Linked DNA regions of Mus musculus: regions 1 and 3 are each linked to region 2. A link is a contact called in public promoter capture Hi-C data. All regions are on one chromosome and are shown on one strand. The core of a region is the stretch at or near the end of the contact, and the rest is flanking DNA. Distances in the headings are between cores, read along the strand shown.

The links. Promoter capture Hi-C pulls out the DNA fragments that hold promoters and counts their contacts.
Region 1: a promoter capture Hi-C map of neutrophils shows a contact between it and region 2, with 5 times the contacts expected there. The contact joins the promoter of Mmp9 here to the promoter of Pkig in region 2.
Region 3: a promoter capture Hi-C map of pre-B cells shows a contact between it and region 2, with 2.2 times the contacts expected there. The contact joins the promoter of Pcif1 here to the promoter of Pkig in region 2.

What each region holds. Positions count from the first base shown.
Region 1 is chr2:164,946,495-164,951,144 of GRCm38.p6, reverse strand. Mmp9 (matrix metallopeptidase 9) reads right to left here and starts at 2,926. Exons shown (of 13, transcript NM_013599.4): 1 at 2,748-2,926; 2 at 2,081-2,310; 3 at 1,714-1,862; 4 at 1,308-1,436; 5 at 1,025-1,198; 6 at 671-844; 7 at 144-320; 8 at 1-38. The coding sequence starts at 2,888.
Region 2 is chr2:163,655,532-163,660,111 of GRCm38.p6, reverse strand. It overlaps Pkig (protein kinase inhibitor, gamma), which reads right to left and starts at 1,726. Exons shown (of 4, transcript NM_001039391.2): 1 at 1,620-1,726.
Region 3 is chr2:164,877,338-164,882,374 of GRCm38.p6, reverse strand. Pcif1 (PDX1 C-terminal inhibiting factor 1) reads right to left here and starts at 3,007. Exons shown (of 17, transcript NM_146129.3): 1 at 2,886-3,007. It overlaps 4930445K14Rik (a long non-coding RNA gene), which reads left to right. Exons shown (of 2, transcript XR_003953757.1): 2 at 2,334-5,037.

The sequences.
Region 1 (4,650 bases), core at 1,677-4,176, 1.3 Mb before region 2:
GCCGAACTCGTGCGCTGCCACCAGGAACAGGCTGTACCCTGGAAGGTAGAAGGAGTCTGAAATGCCACCAGCCCTGGCTGCTCCGCCTTGACTGCCAGGAGGTGACTCAGGCCCCACCCCAGGAGCCTCAGTGCCCCGCTCACCTTGGTCTGGACAGAAACCCCACTTCTTGTCAGTGTCGAAGTTCGATGTGGTCGCACACCAGAGGCGCCCATCCCTGCGGCCGTCGCTGGTACAGGAAGAGTACTGCTTGCCCAGGAAGACGAAGGGGAAGACGCACAGCTCTCCTGCCGAGTTGCCCCCAACTACGGTCGCGTCCACTGGAGAGACCAAGAATCAAGTGAGCCAGATGGGTGGATCTAATATGGTGCCAGGGATGGACCAAACTAAGCTGAGCTAGAGATCCTCCATGGCCTAGTTTTTGAAGCCTAGGGGGCGCTGTGGAGCACCGCGGAAGCCGGAAAATATTGATAGGCAGAGGCTAAGATTGGAGACCAAAGCCTAAGGGTAAACAAAAAAGGCTGCCCAATTGGGAGTCAAGGAGAGGAGGTGTGGAGGCAGACGGCGGATGGTAAATAGAGGAAGGAAATGAATGGATGGAAAAGCCACCTTTAGAGACCAATGCTGGAAAGCAGAGCCGGGCTGACCCTGATAGGCGGGGCAGAGGTACCTCGGGTAGGGCAGAAGCCATACAGTTTATCCTGGTCATAGTTGGCTGTGGTGGCGCACCAGCGGTAACCATCCGAGCGGCCTTTAGTGGTGCAGGCAGAGTAGGAGCGGCCCTCAAAGATGAACGGGAACACACAGGGTTTGCCTTCTCCGTTGCCGTGCTCCGTGTAGAGTCCTGAGGAGACCCACGGTATTACCGCCAAGCCCGGCCCCAGCATGCGTCTCATTTCACAGAGGGGACCAGACCCAGGGAGAGGGCGAGTAGCCACACCACTGATGGCAAAGAGAGACTGGGAAAGAAGATTCTGGAACCTTCAAGGCGGCGCCCCGCTCCCCACCCCCAGCGCATACTCACTCTCACTAGGGCAGAAACCAAATTTGCCGTCCTTATCGTAGTCAGCTGTTGTGCTACACCAAGGCGTGCCGTCGTTGCGGCCGTCTGTGGTGCAGGCCGAATAGGAGCGTCCCTCGAAGGTGAAGGGAAAGTGACATGGGGCACCATTTGAGTTTCCATAGTAAGTGGGGATCACTGTAGAAAGGAGGCTAGAGTCAGGGCGTCTGGCCACACACCAGTGTAAGAGAAGGGAGTTGGGACAGGGGTGGGGATGGGGCGGATACTGGAAGGCTCAGGATCTCACCGACGCCTTTGCCCAGCGACCACAACTCGTCGTCGTCGAAATGGGCATCTCCCTGAACGCCGGCGCCAGGGGGAAAGGCGTGTGCCAGAAGGCCGTCCTTGCCGTCGAAGGGATACCCGTCTCCGTGCTCTGCAAGAGGCCATCGGAGAGGAAGGGACTCAATCAGCAACACTTTGCTCTCTTTAAGGGCAAGAGACTGAAAGCGACTGTGTCTCCCGCTGAGCAGCGCACCAGACTTTGAGAAGAGGTGACTGCGACTCCAAAGCCGCTGGGGGTTGGGGGAGGTCATTTGTGGAAGCAGCGACTAGGGATTGTGGGGCAGGCATAAGAGCGGACAGATCTGCTGTCCCTTCTACTCTGTCCGTGGTCGTCCCTCCCATAGCCTGCCCAGCCCGGGAATTCTCACCCGCGACACCAAACTGGATGACAATGTCCGCTTCGGGTCCGTACACGCGGGTGAAGGTGAGGGGTGCCACCTCGCCCCACACCGCGAAGGCGCGCGCGAAGGCGTCATCGATCATGTCTCGCGGCAAGTCTTCAGAGTAGTTTTGGATCCTGGAGGTGAAAAGCCAGCGTCGATGGGGGATCGGGCATGCACGGATTACAAATGGGGGTGGGCGGGGCAGCAGCTACACCACGATCGCTTCAAAACACACAGGGCTGCAGCCTCTCTCGGAACTTGTATTGCTAAGGATCCCTTGTGTTCAGCTAACCGGAGGTGCAAACTGGCCTCCAGTCCCACCCAGGCACCTGCTTCTAGCCCGACATCTCACCAGTATGTGATGTTATGATGGTCCCACTTGAGGCCTTTGAAGGTTTGGAATCGACCCACGTCTGGGACACCACAGCGTGGTGTTCGAATGGCCTTTAGTGTCTGGCTGTCCAGCTCACCAGTCTGGGGCAGGGAGAGCTGCTTCTGAAGCATCAGCAAAGCCGGCCGTAGAGACTGCTTCTCTCCCATCATCTGGGCGGCCCGGGTGTAACCATAGCGGTACAAGTATGCCTGTGGATGGAGGAAGGGGCAGAGACATCACAGAGTTCTGGCACCTTGGCTCTGGACCTCTGGGCCACATGCTTAGGGACTCTACGGCCAGGACACCAGTTCTTCCTACACAGCTAGAATTCCCCTATCCTGAGGACAGCATCACACCTCGACCTCAGATGATATAAACCATGCCTACCCCTCAGCCCCACTAGAGTTTAACTGTTCACTGCCAACCTGCGCCATGTCACAACCCTTCGAAGCCGAACCCAATCTGTCCCTCCAACAGACCCGAATCTGCCCAGAGCCTCCAGACCACCTACCCCCTACTGCCTAACCCTGGCAGACATGCCCATCACCCCCAAATCCAGAAAGCATATCTGAGGCCCCATTCCTTGGGAGAGGGGGACATCTTCCTGACCAGCCCTTCTCAGCTATCCACCGAGCCATCTGTCTACCTCTGCCAGCTGGGTGTCCGTGAGGTTGGAGGTTTTCAGGTCTTTGGGGAAGACCACAAAAGTCGGCTGGCGCTGGTAAGGGGCAGCAGAGCTGCAGCCGAAAGCCAGGAGAGCCAGGAGCAGGGGCTGCCAGGGACTCATGGTGAGGACCGCAGCTTCTGGCTAACGCTGCCTTTGCAGAGATTTTAAAGAGGCAGTAAAACGGAATCAGTGACCCCGCCCCTCCCCTCCAGGCTTATGCTGACTCAGCGTGTGTGTGTGTGTGTGTGTGTGTGTGTGTGTGTGTGTGTGTGTGTGTGTGTTTACACTACCCCCTCCCTTATGCCCTGCCCACAGTCCCCCATTGCCAAGTCAGGCAGGACCCCCAGACCCACAGGAAACCACAGAACTCAGGGTTTAGTTTCTGCAAACTGCAGACTTTGTGGGAAAGGGAAGGAGGGTGTGCAGGATGGGGCATTCACCTAGCCCTAGGTCTGACGGCCCTGACTGATCAGCCCAGTAAAAGACTGGGAGACCTGAGGCCCGAGACCCCTCTTCCTTGGGCTTCTGAGACACCCCCTCCCTGGCCAGAGTGCAGCCTGGAGCCCATCCCCACACTGTAGGTTCTATCCTCTCATCCCCGCCCCCTGATAGAGTCTTTGACTCAGCTTCCTCTCCTGGCCTCTGGGAGCAGGCTCTTTGAGGCAGGATTTGGGGAATTCCATGGGGCAAACCCCTAGCTCCAGCAGGCTGACTCCTTGGGGAAGGAAAGATGAGCCTGGGGGGCGGGGGGACACACACATGTGGGAGCAAGCAGAAGCTTCATCCTTCTCAGGCTAGCACTATCCTTCCTCTTCTGTTTAAAGAACAAAAACAGACCCTTTGTCGCTCAAGCCTTTGTCCCTATATTGATCTGAGGATAAAATGAGACTCTCGAAACACAGAAAAACCACTTTCAGCAGTGTTCACGAGACCTCAGTTGATGGTGTCAGGTTTGTGATTGGAAATTAGGAGACTGGGGTCTTGGCTCTAAGCCTTGGGGTGACCTGGATGGGGCAAACACCTTCCTCTCCCGAGCTGTGAGATCGTCATGGACCCTTCCCCTCCTCCAGCCCTGCCCTGCTCCACTCAGGAAAGCTTTGGCACAGTCTTGCCAACAGCCGGCAGCCCCCGGCCTTCCATCCTCCTCGCCTGCCACCATGGTGGAGCAGGGCCTTGATCTGTCTTCAGCAAGCTGTTCTGACTAAGCCTCCTGTGTGCCCAGACCTTCATGTGCTTCCCAACGAACAGACCTGTGAGCCGGAGAGAGAGAGCTGGGTGTTCTCCCAAGCTTCTCTTAGATGCTTCTCACTGGTGAGCTCCAGCACTGAATTGCAGTTCTGGGTCTACCATTTCCCAACCTCGTCATTTCCCAACCACCTTGGGCAAGGCATTTCACCTCCAGGCCGCAGTGATCATTCACTTTTTTGATTTATTGTGTTGGACGTTGTGATACGCTCTCTACAAAACTCTCCTATATATTGCTATCCCATATGTGTGAGACTGTGTGTGTGTCCATATGTGAGTCTGTGTCTGTGTATGAGTGTGTGTGTGTGTGTATGCCCAAGCCTCTAGGGTCTCACACATGCTAGGCAAGTACTCTACAACTGAGCTGTTCCTAGTCCTTGTTTTTGTTTGTTAATTTGTTTTAGTGTGTGTGTGTGCGTGTGTGTGTGTGTGTGTGTGTGTGTTTGTGTGTGTGTGTTTGTGTGTGTGTTTGTGTGTGTGTGTGCATATGTGTGTGTGCAGGGACACACATCCATGACTGCCAAGGCAAGAGGAGATGTTGGCTGTCCCCCTCTGTCATCTTTCCTTTTGTTCCTTTGAGGCAGAGTCTCCCTAAACTTAAGAGCCCAGGGATTTGCAGCCAGGCTGGCCGCCAGCA
Region 2 (4,580 bases), core at 477-2,976:
CTGCCATAAAAAGAACATGGTCAGAAGTGGGCTCCAAGAATCTCCAGAACTGTAAGCTAAAGAAACCTCTTCTCTCTCTCTCTTTTTAAAGATTTATTGTTATATGTAAGTACACTGTAGCTGTCTTCAGACACACCAGAAGAGGGCATCGTATCTCATTACAGATGATTGCTGGGATTTGAACTCAGAACCTTCAGAAGATCAGTCGGTGCTCTTAACCACTGAGCCATCTCGCCTGCCCCGAAACCTCTAATCTTGCTAAAGCGAGTATGTAGTTTTAATAATGAAAAAAAGGTCTAAGATAATTGTCAATATCTGTTTTTTTTTTTGTTTTGAATCGCCATAAAGAACTGGCTGCAAAGCAAAAAATAATAGCAAGGAGACCAAAGAGGGTGAGAGGTCTACTTCTGATCAAGGGCGCGCATAGAATCGCGGAAGCGCATGCGCACACGCTCACCCGCTTCTAATTAGACGCCTCTGCAAGCTCACAAACTCAGGAGCAGAGACATGAGAGTCAGGAGTTCAAGGCAAAGCCTCAGCTACACAGCAGCATTAATCAAGACCAGACTGTAGGCCACAAAATCCTGTATTAAAACAAACAAATCCCTTGAGGGTTCACAAAAAATAAAAAGCAAACATCCTAAAACTTTACCCATAACGCCACCTCCGACCCTAAAAAAAGTCTGTCAAGAAGAGCCGAGGCTTATCCTTCAAACATCAAGTAGACACTCTTGCTACCTTTTGGACTCCCTTCCAGCCTGAAATTCTTGGGAGAGTCTCTAGAAGTTTGGCTGTCTCCTCAAGGCACCGTTTTCCTAACACTAGGCACACACACCAGACTAGTCTTCTGGCCAAGACAAAAGGCAAGCTACATACCTCCTTTTGGAAGTAACCTTCTAGTGTAATCCTCTCTCTCTGATCACCTCTGAAGGTCTACAACAGCCTCCACTGCATTCAGCTTCCTGTACGTGTAAAACCATAGCTCAAATTACACCAAAAACCAGTCCATAGGTCAGTTTCCTACGGGCAGGAGTGGAGTTCCCTAAGGACAAGACGTCTCATTCACTTTTTTTTTTTTTTAAACCGCTGGCGATCAGCCCAGGCCCTGGTTCTCAATAAATACTCAATGATGCTCCTCGTAGTAGTAACAAGAAAAGCGCCCATGTAGTGAGGATTTTAAATATAAAAACACGTTTTGATCATCTTATAAGACAGGTATTATTATCCCCATTGTGCAGGTGAGAAAACTGACTCAGAAATAAGTCCGATCTCGCCGACCTCCCACCACCACCACCAACGAAGAGCGACACACGCAGACGTTCTCTTCAGTTCCTAGCTACTCCGCGACCAACCCTCATAAAATAGGAGCTTTTTAAAAATTACTATTTAAAAGGAAAACTTTCGAGTGAGGCTCCAGAGATACATAGGAATAAAAGCGGAAAGCGCACCCACCCGAACTCGGCCGGGGTCAGAGGGCGTCGCAGGCGCCAGCTCGCGGGCCCAAGGGACAAAGGTCCGGCCCTCTGTCCTTGCCTGGCGTCCCCGCGACCCGTTCCTCGCCGGTCGCCCGGCGGACCGCTCCTCTCCGGGTCACGTTCACCCGCTCTACCGCCGCTTACCTGCCGCCTTGTCGCCTCGTAGAGCCCCGGCCGCCGGCGCGAGCGCCTCCCCGGGGCCGCCTGGCGCCCGCAGCCCGCCGCCGAGCCGTTGCCTAGGCGACGCGACTGCCGAACTCCCGCGTCGCTTGCTCTACGGCGGCCGGGAAGGGACGCGACTGGGAGCAATGGGCGGAGGAAGGAAAGCGGTCCTGAGGCTGGGGTCTTAGCTCTCCAGAGAGGTGGCCAGTGAAAGATGAGCATGGAGGCCATCGAGGCTCTAGGTGAGGGCTTGTCCCTCGGATGTTTATGCCACCAGATGTAGCTTTTTTTTTTTTAATTACTTTTTTGATGGTGGTACACATGCTCTATTACTGAGCTACAAGCCCAGCCCTCTGACTGAAAATAAAGACTAGAAAAATTGATGTGGAGTGACAAATTCCTCTGTCATAATCTCTGAAACGAAGGGGTGTGGCAAAAAAGTAAAAGTTTTTTGTTTTTGTTTTTTTTTGGGGGGGGGGGCACGAAAATTTAAACACCAGAATTAATTTCAGCATGGGAAATAATTAATTCATATTCAGCAATTAGGTTTCCTGGGGGAAATCCTGCAAATATAAGGGACCCTAAGTTCAAAGGGTGCTCCTAGCTGGTGTGGAGCTCGTATCCACTTGGGGGAAAAACTATGAATTAGACTAAATCTGAATTCAGATTAAATCAGTTGATTGCTACCACTAACAGAATCACAGCCTTGGATGGCAGCCTTAGAGCCAAATCAAAAGATTGCCTTGCCAAGGAGTGGCTAAAGGAAGGGTTTACAAAGATGGACATCAGCAGTGGGCATCACAGTTATCTCATGCTTGGTGGAACCCACAGCTGGGGGAAGAACTGGCTTTCCTCCTCTCAGTTGTTTCTCATCCCACTGTACAGAGGGAAAGGGTCCGCCTCATCCCAGTCCCAGAGCCATAAGCAGGTTTACAGAAGCCAGAGCAAAGGGGTTGACTACCTCACAGAAGCAATGTCCTGTTTCCTCTTCTTGTCTCACATAGGGAAGGCCTGTAGGCCCCTAGGATTCTCCTGCATTTTAGGTCAGAATGGCTTCTTAAGCTATTTAAGGAGTTCTTGGTACACCTTAAGTTCCTTAGTTATTATAGGAGAGTCACATATAAATTGTCACACAAGCTAGACCACTCAGGGGAAATGGAAAGTGTCATTAATGACTGAGAGAGTGGTTTCTTCCAGGACAGCCAGGGCTACACAGAGAAACCCGGTCTCGAAACAAACAAACAAACAAACAAACATATCACTAACTTGGGGCTATGTGGTTAAGAGGACCTATCACACTCCCAGAAAACCCTGTTTCAATTCCCAGCAACTGCATGATACCTAACAGCTGTCTGTAGCTCCAGTTTCAGGGGATTTTTATGTCCTCTGGCCTCTGTGGGCACCAGGCACATACATGGTGCACAGACATGCATGTAGACGAAACATTCATACACATAAAATAAAATTCCCCTACACATTTGTCGCAGATGTGCAGCTTGGTCATCATGTGGGTCCCCAAACAACTGGAGCATGGGCTGTCTCTGACTCTGCTGCCTGCCATTGGATCTCCTTCCCCTAGCTGGATTGCCTGGTGGGGCTTCCCACACGCGGCGGGAGAGGATATACTTAGCACCTGCTGTGACTTGGTGTTCCAGGGCTGGTTGGTATACAAAGAGGGCTTTCCCTTCTCTGAAGAGAAGGGAAGAGAAGATAATGGGGAGAGGAAGAGGAGGGTGAGACTGGGAAGAGAGGAGGGAGAGGGCTATTACCAGGATGTAAAGTGAATAAATAAATTAATGAAAAAGAAATGAAATGAAATAAAAAGAATTTTTTAAATATCTTTTTAAAAAAAAACAGAGATCAGACTCTGATCTGAGCATGCTCACTTGGACACTGAAACTGTGATCGAAAGCTTGGGATAAGATTTTTTTCTGAGGGGATAGCTCAGTTGGTAAAGTGCAAACATGAGGACCTGAGTTCAGATCTCCAGCATTCATATAAAAAGCTGAGTGTGATGTCATCTGCTTATAATCCCAGTGCAGGGAAGAGAGAGACCAGGGGCTCTCAGTGCAGGCCAGCCAGCCTAGCTTAAATGCTGAGAGCCCCAGATCCCATTAGCAGACCCTGTCTCAAAAGACAAGATGGTTGGTTCCTGAGAAATGGCAACCAAGGTTTGAAAGGACGACATAGACCCCATTTGTCTCCATGTAAGGACCAGGCATGACTTCAAAAATGACTGTAAGGCACCAGCTCCGGGAACAGACCATAAATCCCAGAAACTAAGCCCTAAGACACCAGCTCCAGGAACAGACCATAAAATCCAGAACAAGATCATAAAACCCCCTCCCAAAGAACAGCCTAGGGACAGCCACTAAGATGGGGAAATATCTTATCTCAGAATGGGCCACCTGCACTGGGCAGCCCTAGTTCATCCTGTGATTAAACATGCATGACATGGGAATGCAGACCACTGACCTCTTGTGATCCCCTAGCACCCACCAATGAAATGTTAGATGACTTAATCCTTCTAGACAGTTCTCTCAGTCCCCTATGAGAAGGCCTGCCTGCCTTTGTCTGAGGTCGCCATTTTGGAGAATGGTTGACTCTTAAAAACGCGTTCTCACGCCCGGCCAGGAAGAACACAACAACCAGAATCTTCTGCGGCAAAACTTTATTGCTTACATCTTCAGGAGCCGGAGCGCAAGCCCCAAGCCCCAAGAACGAAAGCCCCTCATCATCCCCAAAACGAAAGCGAAACCCCTGTCCTTATTTCGGAGAGTTATCTTTTTTTGCCTCAGACGCATCACTCCCTGATTGGCTGCAGCCCATGGCCGAGTTGACATCACGGGAAAGGCAGAGTACATGGGGCGGAGACCTACCCTGGCACATGCGCAGATTATTTGTTTACCACTTAGAACACAGGATGTCAGCGCCATCTTGTGA
Region 3 (5,037 bases), core at 1,758-4,257, 1.2 Mb before region 2:
GGTCTGGAGTTCAAATCCCAGCAACCACATGGTGGCTCACAACCATCCATAACAAGATCTGATGCCCTCTTCTGGTGTGTCTGAAGACAGCTACAGTGTACTTACATATAATAAATAAATCTTTAAAAAAAAAAAAAAAAAAAGAAAGAAATCTGCCTGACTCTGCCTCCCAAGTGCTGGGATTAAAGGCGTGCGCCACCATGCCCGGCTCGGTATTGCAAACTTTATATGCTCCAGTACAGGGGAATGCCAGGGCTAAGAAGCGGGAGTGGGTGGGTAGGGGGGCAAGGCGGGGAGGGGGGTATAGGAAATTTCGGGTTAGCATTTAAAATGTATATAAAGAAAATATCTAATAAAAACCACAAAAACAAAAAAGAAAAAACACAAACAAACAAACATAAAAAAACGATGTATTTGAGTGTCTACCTGCATTCCTAGGCCCTGAACCTGGTTCATCTACAGACCTCTAAACTTGGTTTAATGCTTTCCTGTCACCTTGAAGTTGGTTGGTTTGGTTTTGTAGTGCTAGGGATGGAACTCAAAAGAGTTTTTGTATATAACAGGTAAGTGTTCTTTCATGGTTAAGACCATTATGTATAGATTGACAAATATATATGCGGTACTAGGTACTTCTTCACGCTAGATAAATGCTCTACCACTAAGCCAGACCTATAACTTTTGAGCAGGGTCTTAAAAAATGGACAAGATTGTCCTTGAACTTAATCCGCAGTTCAAGAAGGCCTTAAATATTTGACTATATGATCCTCCTGCTTTGGTCTCCGGGATTAGCTAAGGTTACAGCGTGGACCACAGGACTTGCTTTACTGGTTATCAAGGCCAGATCTGAGAGTGCTAAGTAGGGAGGGTTCCAGTAAGCAACTCCATCTGCAAGCCTGGAATTGACTTTTTCTTTCTTTTCTTTTCTTGTTTTTTTTTTTTTTTCCTCTTTCTGTTCTTGGCTTGAGATGAGGACTCAAATTGGTAGCTGAATATGACCCCAAATCCCAACCTGTCCTCTTCTTCGACCGACCTCCCAAGTGTTAGGGTTACAGGTGAAAGCCACCATGATCAGCTCTCTTTCTGAACTAGCCCTGCCTTTCTTCAACCACTGGGCTCAAGAGATCCTTCCGTTTCAGCCTTCCCGTTAGGTGGAATATAGACATATGCCAATGGTAATCATGTTTTCATTTTGCACAACGGAGCCCTGATACATTGCCAATCAAAGTGTCTGTAAACCAAAGCAAAGGGTGCAAAGCGAACGTAAGGAAAGTTGGGGCACTATCTCAAGCCACCCACAACTAAGAAAAGACACACTTCTTTGGCTGTCTTGAAATAAATAAAAATAAAAACATGCAAACACGTATAACACATCTTGTCCACCTTTATTGAAAATTTTGTGTCCCCCAAAATGTGAAGGATGCACCTGGTAGATGCAGTTGTTAGAGAAGGCAGAAGCAGCCCGGCCTCGTGCCACCTAAACAGGACACTACAGCAATCCCAAACCAGCTGAACCCCAACGACACCTATTTGCAGTTAGAAGCAGGAGGGGTAGAACTACCAAAGAATTTGTAACTTTAGGGCAGGGTCTCACACAGCTGAAACTGGCGTAAAACTCCTAATGATCCTGCCGGAATCGGAGTGTTAAAGATTATCGCCCTTAGTCATCCTATCCTGCCTTGGTCATCCATCCATCTCTTAAGTGCTAGAATTTCAGATCTGTGCCTTCACCCTCGACAAGATTTTATTTTTAAACGCACCCCAGATGGGACTGGGAGACAAGATGACACACTTTTGCACTTTACACAGCTTGAAAATGTTAACTTGGAACTTGTTAAGTGCTGGTAATAAAGCTACTTAGTACACTGACTGCCCGGCATATGTGAAACCTAGGGTTATATCCCCAGTACCACATACACACACATTAGAGCCAGGTGTAGTGACAGACGACTTTAATCCCAGCACTAAAGACACAGGGTTTCTGTGAATTCGAGGGCAGCCTGTTCCACATAGTGAGTTACAGGATAGCCAGGGCTACACAGAGACCCTGTCTTTTAAAAATAAGATAAACTCGCGTAGATAGGTGCAGCAGGTCTCTGGCCAAAACGCCAGCTCTGAAGTTGGCCAGACCCAAGTTCAAGGCCGTGCTGCCGTCCTGACACCTACGTCAGAACCATCTGACCCCTGCACCGTAGTCTAGCGTTCTGTGGACTCTCGCTGCTGCTCCCATTAAGTGACTGTTTTCACTTAGCCTGTGCCTTCCGGACCCCCACGCATACCAAAGTCGGAGAAGCGCAGCGTAGTCTAGAGACAAACAACTGTATCTGCGCAAGCAGCGGAACTCGGACTAGAAAATGCATCCGATTCCGGGATTGGAGGAACATGGGCGGGATCACATACCAGAGTACCAATCATAACGCCCCGGCTCTGGTGGGCGGAGCCACGCAGGCGCACAGACGGGAACCCTCCCCCACCCCGCTCCCAGCGCGCTCCCGCCTGCCCCTCCCGCAAGCCCAGCGGGGGCGGGAAGTCTGGCGCGCGCGCGCCGGCCCTTCGCCCGGGCTCCGCCCCCCGCCCTGCCGCGCGCTCCCGCCCCCGGGCTGAGGCGACTCTGAGTCGGAGCCCGACACAAAGGCGGTGGCGACGGCGGCAGCGGCAGCAGCGAAGGGACCCTAGAGGCCGCTCCGCCCGGGCTCTCCGGGCCCACTGCACTCACCCCAGCCGGCAGTCCTGCTGCCCACCCGCGGCTCTAAGATGGCGGCGACGAAAGAGACCGGGCGAGCGGCAGCCCCGAGCGGGAAGCGCCGGAGGGGCCTCCGCCGTCCTGCTTCGGACTCCCGGACCCAGGCGCGGCACGCAGCGGGACCGTGGCTTCCTGGGGCTCTTACCTGCCCGAAGCGGACTCGAGGGGATGCGGCCACACGTTCTGCTCGACCGCCCGTTTTGCCGCCTCCGCCTCGCCCTCCCCAGCGCCGCTGCCGCCATCTTGTGTCCCGGGCCGGGACTCCGCGCTGCGCATGCGTCGGTACCGCCTCTGAAGGACCTCGCCACGGCCGCGCCGCCATCTTGAGTGTGGCAACGTTGACTGGCTCCCCAGACCTTGATGGCTTTCGCCCCCACCCCCCGCCCCCAACTCCCCATTTTCCGGTTGATCTGGGTGGTCCCTTGTGGTCCTGAGGATGGGGAAAAACAGCGTTGCTATTCTTGAAACGTAGGTGGGAAGGAAGGAATCTATCGCACACCCCTGCCTCAGTTTCCCTGCCGAACGCATTCGCAGGGGCTGAAGATCTAGGACACTTTAGGGGGCACGAAGCTGGTCTAGAGTCTTCTGGGGGCTCTGGCTCAGTTGCCGACATAGGCGGAGCGGTGACGTAGGCCCTGCACGTTGGGTCCTGGCCTGCACAGTGCTCTGCCGCTTCCAGCTGGTGTCCTCTCGGGGCCTCTGCCCTCTAAGGGTCCTGGAATGTTAACTCTCTCTGCCTAGAGGCCAGGTGACGAAGACGTGCAAATCGAACCTTTGCGCGTTAGCAACCTGCTCACAAATTGCTCTTGAATAGTCGTAGCTTTTGGAGGAGTGCAAATAGGGTAGATGTGGCTTTGGGCAGTTGTAAAGTTGTGAAGGCTGCACACAGCTTAGTGGGAGACGCTTCTGCAAGGGGCCATCGTCGGGCTCCCTTCCGGAATTAGGCTCCTAGCTCCACCCACTTGTGGCCTCCTAAGGAAGCTGTTGCCCAGTTAAGGTAACTTGAAAGGAGGACAAGTTTGCCACCTGCTGCTGGACTAGCGTAGCAGATGGCCCAGCTGGTCAGCCTCTCAGGTCTATGACGCTGTCGGCGCTGGCTGCCCAGTAACTTGGAGCTGGAATGTTGGGAGGTCAGGAAAAATGGTCAACAATATAAACTAGTAAGAGTTGGAGGAGGATCTTGTCTAGTCTGCCCACAGACACCTGACCATCGACCCCAGGTGTGTCCATCTTAGGGATTTTTTTGTTCTTTTGGTTTTTTGATAGTTCTGCTATATAACCCTGGCAGACCAGGAACTCAGCAGTCTGTCTGCCTGCTGGGTGCTGAAATTAAAAGCATACACCATCATGCATCTCGAATCTTGGGAGACTGATAAAGGGTCACTAGTTTGAGAGGTCAGCAGGGCTACAAGATACTTGCTTTAAAAAGGAAAGTTTAACTTGGGAGGCAGAGGCAGGCAGATTTCTGAGTTCGAGGCCAGCCTGGACTACAGAGTGAGTTCCAGGACAGCCAGGGCTACACAGAGAAACCCTGTCTCGGGAAGAAAAAAAAAAAAAAAAAAAAAAAGGAAAGTTTAAAAGGGGAGTTGGTTAGGGGTGTAACTCAGTGTTTCCCTAACCTCTGACCCTGTTCCAGTTCTGGTTTTTGGTTTGGTTTTTTTTTTTTTTTTTTTTTTAAAGATTTATTTATTATATGTAAGTACACTGAAGCTGTCTTCAGACACTCCAGAAGAGGGCGCCAGATCTCGTTACGGATGGTTGTGAGCCACCATGTGGTTGCTGGGATCTGAACTCCTGACCTTCGGAAGAGCAGTCGGGTGCTCTTACCCACTGAGCCATCTCACCAGCCCCTTGGTTTGGTTTTTAAGCTAGCCAGGTGCGATAGTTCCTTTACCCGCAGGACTCCTAGCTCCATAGGGAGTTCCAGACCTGATCTTTTTCAAACAAACGCAAATGGAGTCAAGAGTGTGCACACCTGAGACCCCCAACAGCACTGGAAAGGCAGAAGCAGGAGGAGGCTAAGTCGTACATCAGTCAGCCTGGCCTACACAATGTAGTGGAACTCTCAAGCAAAACCAGAGCAGTGCACAAGAGCTGGACATGGTGGTCCTTGTCTCTAGGTCCAGAGACTAGGGAAGCTGAAGGAGGAGCCTGGGTAACAGGGAAATGCCATCTGAAGAAGGAAAGACAAGCCTGCCTGCAGAAAGTCATTGCATCAACTACATAAAGTGGAGGATGGTGGCACTAAGGCCACTTTACCACCTCACCAAGCAGAAGCTCCTGCAGGTGGTAGTCTA